2 separate regions of the Mus musculus genome follow, and region 2 is linked to region 1. A link is a contact called in public Hi-C data. All regions are on one chromosome and are shown on one strand. The core of a region is the stretch at or near the end of the contact, and the rest is flanking DNA. Distances in the headings are between cores, read along the strand shown.

The links. A called contact is a pair of places that touch in the nucleus more often than the background predicts.
Region 2: a Hi-C map of uterus shows a contact between it and region 1, with 2.6 times the contacts expected there. The contact joins two enhancer-like sites. A contact is called at or near these places in 1 of 39 promoter capture datasets (the 3T3-L1 cell line), 3 of 15 datasets of contacts at CTCF or cohesin (the NIH/3T3 cell line and large pre-B cells), 9 of 484 Hi-C or Micro-C datasets (3T3-L1-derived adipocytes, adipose-derived mesenchymal stem cells, brown adipocytes and 5 more), 5 of 115 datasets of contacts at active chromatin or transcription factors (the NIH/3T3 cell line, acute myeloid leukemia, astrocytes and 2 more) and 2 of 9 other capture datasets (adipose tissue and embryonic stem cells).

The regions. Positions count from the first base shown.
Region 1 is chr5:106,989,474-106,993,252 of GRCm38.p6, forward strand. No RefSeq gene overlaps it. Among named protein-coding and RNA genes, the nearest start is that of Cdc7, 27 kb to the left of the region's middle. Within about 2 kb of position 2,293, at least 69 of the 459 cell types and tissues checked have an H3K27ac peak or open chromatin away from gene starts, as enhancers often do. A contact at or near this core is called in 3T3-L1-derived adipocytes, the NIH/3T3 cell line, acute myeloid leukemia and 4 more, where this site is marked.
Region 2 is chr5:107,197,861-107,202,113 of GRCm38.p6, forward strand. All of the region lies in intron 3 of Tgfbr3 (transforming growth factor, beta receptor III), which reads right to left. Among named protein-coding and RNA genes, the nearest start is that of Tgfbr3, 90 kb to the right of the region's middle. Within about 2 kb of position 2,586, at least 120 of the 459 cell types and tissues checked have an H3K27ac peak or open chromatin away from gene starts, as enhancers often do. A contact at or near this core is called in 3T3-L1-derived adipocytes, the NIH/3T3 cell line, acute myeloid leukemia and 4 more, where this site is marked.

The sequences.
Region 1 (3,779 bases), core at 1,043-3,542:
CTTGTGTGAAAGACCAGCGGGCAAAAGTTTCATAACTCTAGCACAGTCTCATTTTTAACTCTTGCTCTTGTGTCAAATGTCACAACAATAAAAAATGCCAGTGTGTATAAAATACCATGGAAAAGCAAAAATGTCCACACTTGATATATACATGTAGGACCCTTCTTCTGGAGTCTTTTTTTTTTTTTTTTTTTTTTTAAAGATAGCTTCAATTCTAAACGTATCACGTCAGTCCCCAAAGCTTGTTTGTTCTGAGAAGTCTAACATCTCTGAGTCCAAATTGCATTTATAAAATCGAGTCCATCAACTGGGAGTAATATAAGTTGTTAGAAGTGCGTTCCAACTTGTTAATTTTGAAAGTATGTTCTCCTCGGAACATGGGCGTCTGAGGCCATCTGTGCTGGGGACTGATGGTCGTGTATCTCTGAGTGTCTGAGCATTGAGTGGGACCTCGGATATTCACACTTAAAAGTATAAACAGCACAACTGGGAAATGTTTTAGTGCCTCCTTGCTTACCCTTTATCGACTGAAAAAGAAACTTTGATTGGAGGAGTGTGAAGTGAAGGAGCGAGCCAAGACTGAAAGGAATCTCAGCTGCAAAGCGCTTTTATGTGCCTGCAGTCTGGAGGGGTAAAAGTGGCCCCGAAACACAGCATCAGAACAACTATGCAGCGGGCTCTCTATCGTCCCCTCGCCATTCTCCATGTCCTCTTTCAGACATGGTTGAATTTCTTGAGAACATTCTTGCATATTTTTCCTTAACTTTTGTTAAGTACATCTGAGTGGCTGATGAGGGGTGGGGGTGGGGGCTCAGCAGGGAAGAACAATTAGTGCTCTTGCGGAGGACCCAAGTTCAGTTCTCAGCACCTCCATGGTACCTCCATGGGCACCTGAACTCACACACACATGCCCTCACACATAGATAAAAATAAAATAAAATAAATCGGTAACAATGATTACAAAAGAATAAAGCACATCAGGGTATTTATAGTCGGACTTTTCATTTTCTTTTTTTAGATTTTTAAATTTTACACATATGAATATTTTGCCTGCATGCATGTACACCACAGAAGGTGTCAGCTCACCTGGAATGGGAATTAAGTATGGTTTGAGCTACGGCGTGCGTGCCGAGAACCAAACCCAGGACCTCTGCAAGAGCAAGTGCTCTGGACTTCCGGTCCACTCTCCAGCACCCTTGTTTGTTTAAGTTTACACAGGAGCTCGTGTAACGGAAACTGGCCTTGAACTAGTGATCCTCCGCCTCCCTGGTGCAGAGGTTGTGGGTGCGGGGCCGCCACAGCCAGCTGTATCAGACTTAACTCAGGGTAGCAGAATCTGGATGCTGTGACCCTGGAGCTGCACGGTGACATTGCCTCTGTCCACCAGATGGCAGGAATTCCTTTGGCATGTTCTGTGAGGCAGCTGCCCGGGACACTTGGATGGATCTATCAGTAAGACTTTGAAGACATAAACACAAAACATCGACTCTCACAGAAAACTAAGTGTTCAGGCAAACAGAGCTGGTGGTGGTTTAACCATTCTCTACCCCGGGCTTTTCACCTGTGTTCCTTCCCCGGGCTCCCCTGTACCGTATTACCAGTCCCTCCTGTCTATCATCTACAACAAGGCTTTATCTGTCTAATGTACGTGCCTCTGGGTCTCTAGTGCTCAGCACATAGCATGCCTGCAGTGAGGTATATTTTTGTGTTTTGTTCTTTGAGGTCAATGACAGTTGACTTCTAGAAATGAAGCTCTGTGTATCTTTTTAAGTCTTTGGGCATGAGCAGAAATGCTGAGCGCCTCCCTGCCCCCACCTTCATAGCTGGAAGGAGGAAAGCCGCTCCTGAAGCTTGGGGGCTCATTTCCTCCCTCCAATGCACCCCCCTTCTGTCTATTAGTGGTCAGAGGCATATCTGCCAGCACTGTATTTCCATGCTAAGCTCCAGCGAGGATGTTCAAAGCACCCCCAGGGTCTGTCCTCTCTGCCATTTGCCTCCTTCTAATTTCCTTCTCCAGCCTCCCCTTTCTATGTACCTTCACCCAGACCGCCTTCCCAGTCACTGTGTAGTCAGGGACAAAACCACTTTGTTTCTCTGCCTCCACATCAGATCCTAACCTGTCTTTTGCCCTGGACAGATCGTGAGATACACCTTGGTGCACTCCATAAAGAGGAATTGTTTTGATAATCCAAACAAAGCTAAGAATGTTTAAATTCCTCCCACTCTCTCCTCACCGCAGTGTGAGATGAATCCAACTGTGTTGTAAGAGTGTGGCCGCAGGCCTGCACTCTTGAGTTACGAAATGTTGCAGCAAACTCTCCTTGTATAGCAATGTTATCAGCCAAGAACTCTAGCCTTAGCCCCACCATTGAGAAATCTGGAGAACTTTCTCTTTGTGCACAGGGACTTTCAGAAGTTTCTGCCTAATCGACATCTGTAGCATTCATAAGCATATGTGATGATATAAGGACACTGTGGGGACTTCTCTCCCCAGAGACTATTTGTACTTTTGTTGCAAGTAGGGGCTTAGCAATACTGCATGAGCCCTCAAACCTGATGCTCCGTTTCACATTTAAGGGATGGCAGATGTTAGAACTGGCAGCTGGGAAGAATGCAGTGGGTGGAAATGAGAACACCGTGTCCCTTCCTGTGTGTGTGTGTGTGTGTGTGTGTGTGTGTGTGTGTGTATACATACATACATACATACATATATACATACATTTCCCAGCATATGATGAAATTGGAGTAAGGAGAAAAACATGGCCTTTAGCTTTTTAGTTTTCGCTGGATATTAACTTTAGAGAATTTCATTTTCCCCATTCTTACTTTTTGCACATACATGTGTACCTGTGTAAGGAGAAGTCGGGACAATCTTGGGCTTTTGGTGACATTCCCTCTCCCTCTTTGAGGTAGGGTCTGTCATTGGCTTGGAACTGAGTATGTGGGCTAGGATGACTGGCAAGGAATCTGCTTATCTCTGCTCCCAGTGCTGGGAATACAAGGCATTCACTCCATCCATTCATCCATCCATCCATCCATCCATCTGTCCATCCATCCATCCGTCTGTCCGTTTGTCCATCCATCCACCCATCCATCTATCATCTATCTATCTTCTATCATCTATCATCTAATCTATCAATCATCTATCATCTATCAATCTATCTTCTATCATCTATCTATCATTTATCAATCATCTATGTATCTATCATCTATCATCTATAATAATCATCTATCTATCTATCTATCATCTATCTATCATCTATGCATCATATATCTATAATCTCTCTCTCACCTATCTCTATCTATCTATTGGTGCTATTACCAGGCACTCAGTACATTCATTTATTTATTTATCCATTTATTATTTTTGAGACAGTGTCTCACTGTGGCGCGTTGGCTGATCTAGAACACTCTCTGTAGACCAGATTGGTCTTGAACACAGAGGTCCACCTGCCTCTGCCTTCCAAGTGCTGGAAGTACTGGTATGCACCACCACACCTGGCAAATTGAAATAAATGTATTTATTGATTTGAGGGCAGGGGGAGCAGGGTTTTACTATGTGACTATTTGTTGGTGTTATACTTGCTTTGCTTGGAGCTGTTTTCTCCTACCTTTCCACTATCCTTTTCTTTTCAGGACCTTAAAACTTTGATATGTTACAGAAGAGGTGGGCACGTGAAAAGATGGGTAGGAACGAAGGAATGGGTGCAAAACTGGCAAGGTTGAGCTGCAGCAGGCTCAATGGCCTAGAATTTCACTAAAGCCCTGGAGTGATTAGA
Region 2 (4,253 bases), core at 1,336-3,835, 210 kb after region 1:
GATTAGTCCCAGATGATATGAATTATTTTAGAGATAAAACAGGGTTGGATGCTGTGGTGGGAGTCAGGTGTGGGGGAGTCGGGGAGGCTGGTATTGTAAATGAGTGAGGAGCAAAGGCCTCAGTGCAGGGAAGACACCCCAAGTCCCTGCAAGTGTCCTTCTATCTTGCGTGCGCCGGACTGGCCAGCAGTAACAACGCTGCAACAGAATCCTTCTGCACACGTTTATTGGGAGAGCTTGATTGCAGAGGCGAAGAGACCCTGAGCCCAGAACTGGTGCTGCTTATATAGGCCTAGGAGAGGCATGCCTCACACCCGGATTGGTTATGCACTATGCCTCATTTGCATGTTCCTCATCTGATTGGCTACTCTCTCTCTCTCTCTCTCTCTCTCTGTTCCTCACAGAGCCTCATTATCATACCTCATTTGCATGTCTCACATCTGATTGGTTATATTCTCAAAGCTTCATTATCATGCCCGGGTCAGGCAGTGTCTTGGCAAAAAGCTTTACTGCATATGTACACATTGGTTGTTTGTCCAAACTTATGCGTGGTGGCCAGCAGTAGTCAGCGTCACTCTGCAACGGCACATGTGGCTTCCCACACTTCTAGGCAGATGCCACTCTAGAAATGATGAGGAACCATCTTAGAAAGCTGAACGGATGGGTTTTGTGATAGGGCCGAAGCTTTTAAAAAATCGTGTTGGCTGTTGTTCAGAGAATAGATCGTATTAGCCTATAAAGATAGTGACTGGCATTTATTGGGTGCTGGTTTGATTCCAGCTACTGTTCTGTCTTTTTTTTTTTTTTTTTTTTTTTAAATACTTCTTTGCCATAGCGACCCAGGAAGCAGATTGTAACATTATCCCAGGAAACAATGCAGAGAAAAGTAACTTGGGCCAAAGCAAGAAACTTAGTTTCCAATGTGAGCACTCTATCCCAGACCTTGAATGCTCAAAAGACTGGGTCAGAAATGGCCATATTTCAAATATAAACATGGTGGTTCAAACCACAGGTAAAGGCCAAAGGCAGTCAGATTCACAATAGAGTCCCATGATAGAAGAAATGGGACTGGATTTGAGGAAACCTGGAAGTCATAGGTAACACCAGGGGTTGGGGTTGTCACGAGTGGTTGGGAGTGTTCTTTTCAGAAATGGGAGACACGTGGAGGGAACAAACTTGAGAAAACGGAGCTGAGTGGAACTCAGGATAATTCTCCAAACTAGATAAAATATAATATTCAGCTCAAGTGGCTGCCATGCCAACTAACCAAAAACCTAATGACATAAAACAACAGAAATTTATTCTCTTGATGTGTTTAAGGCTGGAATTCCCCAGTCAGCATTGCTGGGCCAAAGCCAAGGTGTCTTCAGAGATGCCCCTCCATGGGCTCTTGGAGAAACATTTCTGGTGTCTCGTCCAGTACCTTGGTGAGGGTGCCTTCTTTGGTTTGTGACCCCATCCCTCTACTCCCTGTCTACTGGGTCACACCAGCTTCCCCACTTCTGGCTATTTCATAGCATCTCACAAGGAAACTGGTGAGAGTACTTGGGCCTCCCAGATAATCTCCCCACTGAAAGGGTCTTCATCACATCTGCAGACTCTGTGTAAAGTAACATTCACATGTTTGGTGAGTTGGGATACAGGCATGTCTCTGGAGGTGTACCACTGTTAGAAACAGATAAATCCACAGTGTGAATAGAGTGAACAAGACAGTCTTCTCTTCTACGTGGGGATTTGATCTTCTGCAAATTCTATTAATCTGCAATCCTGGTGTGCCAATCACAATACACAGCAACTCATGTACTTGCTAGAAAAAATATTAAATAGCTGTCAGGCACCAATATGAGAGGACTTCCTGGAAGCACTGGCCAAGAAGGAACCATTGGTACCTATGGGCAAAGCTCCTACGAAGACATAGGACTTTTACATTACGGTAACATACATACAGAGCTGCGGGTGCACAGGCACAGGTACACACACATACACAGAGATGGAGACAGAGGAGAGACAGAGAAAGACAGAGATACAGAGGAGAGAGACAGAGAGACAAATGGGGAGGGGGGTAGAGAGAGAAAGAAAGAGGAATCTGCTGTCCTGACATCAGTTGTCATCCTTGTCCTATTGTGTCTCAGGTCTGAACAGTTCTCTAAAGCCAAGGAGACCCTCCCTTGTGTCTGTGGCCACAAGTTATAAATGTCATTTTAGTTAATTACTTCCATTCCTTCCTTCCACTGACCCCTTTACCACAGTTACCAGCAAGCAACAGAAAGAGAGCACTGGCCTCTCCTGTCCACCCCTGGGGCAGCCTCACACATTAGCAGAAAACTGCCTGACCAAGACAGGGGGGAAATCTGGAAAACAAAGGTGCAGCAAATCAACAAAAAGCATAGTTTCTGAATGGTACCGGGAGTAGTGCGCAGTCCTATAAACAGCTGCACTTACAGAGACTATACAGTGCAAGTATAGACTCCTGCACTGTGCCTACAAGGGGCCTCCCTCAGGATTACATGCAGAACCCTCAGCCCACATCTATGCTGGAAGTGTACAAGCTGGCTCATTACTCAGAGCCAAGATAAAGAAGAAATCTTTATGAGTACTGTAAGTATGAGTCATAAAAAATAGGAAACACATGTAGGCCGTATGCACAGTCACGGTACCAAGCCAGGAAACGTGTTTGGGAAACATACATAAGGACACGTGGCAAAACTGGACTCGAAATTACCCTTGTATGTTGCTCCGACAACACACCTAAAACGCTCACGGCAAGTCACCTAAAAAGCTCACGGCAAGTCACGGGTTCGTTTATCACTCTGTACTCTAACACACACAAATCACTTCCCCCATAAGAAAACAAGTTGGGCTTTTTAAAATGCAAATAGGAGGAAAGCTGAATCAATAAAATGTAGCTTGGAGCAGGCTTTGAAAGATTTTATGATTTGGCAAATTTGAACAGCTTCCAGTTAAAACACTGAGAATTAGATCTTTAACAGCATTTAAAATGAACAAGACTCTTTCAGAAAAATACTCGTTCAGAATGGCGCTCTTGCCATTTAGAGTCTCGCTATCCTAATATCCAGTGGTGGAAGAGTAGCTCTTCAAGCTTGTGAAAGCAGGAAACATAAACAAACAGCAACACGTGCACTAAACAGGAAAGGGCCGGCTCTGAGGTTTCTCCAGGATGCTGACCCCAAAAGGTTTGCATTTGGAGTCCAGCTGGTGACGCTGCTCCAAGAGTTGCGGAATCTTCGGGAGGTGGGGCCAAGCTGCAGCCCCAGAAGTGGAGCATTAAGGATGGGCCTTCAGGTTGCATACTGGGCCCCAGTCAGCCAGGATGTGAGCAATCGACCTTAGGCACCGGATACAAAAGCCAGAAGCAGCTCCTACTGCTGTGGTTTCCCTTGTGAGCACATGGGCGCACAGGCGAGCCTTCTTCCCTAAGAGGCATCACACAGGTATTTTGTCACAGCAACAAGAAGAGTAACTATGGCGGTCATGATTGCTCAGTGATTAGAAGTGCTTCTTCCTAAAGTCCAGCAATCTGGGACCAAAGACTAGAACCCACAGCAAAAGTAGAGAACTGTCTCCCAAATTGTCCTCTTACCTCCACACTCACACCCACATGTCTGTCTGTCCGTCCGTCCGTCTGACTCTCATACACACACACACACACACACACACACACACACACACACACACTTTTTTTTTTTTAAAAGGGAATTAAAATAATACTTAAGAGAAGGAGGCAACCCAAAGGCCTCACTCAGAAGCACAGACACGCAGGCCTCCTGACAACCTGCCTTCCTTACTCTGCCTCATCCGCACCTTCAAACACATCTGGATCTCCAAGACAACACTGTTGCTACACAGAAATACAGAAACAGGCCGAGAGGCATAACAGGAAAGAGAATTACAAAGTATTGTTTTGGACTTAGTGAAGTACTAAACTTATATAAGGCTTTAATAAAGTCACTGCTCTGTTAAAACTTATAATAAGCAAGACATCTCAACTCGAACTTCACCAAAAAAAAACTAAACAACTGCCAACCATTAAAATGACAATGGGAATGGATGCATACAGGGCACTCGATGCCCCACCCCCTCAATGTCCCTCCCCCTCGATGCTCCTCCCCCACTCTGCCTTTCATTTTCAGCTCTCAGCTGGATCTCTTTGCTCCTCTCCCCCAAAGAACCTGTGTGTGTGCGCGCTCACAGAAATCAAAGGCTCATCTCTTTAAGATAGTGATCACTTAAAC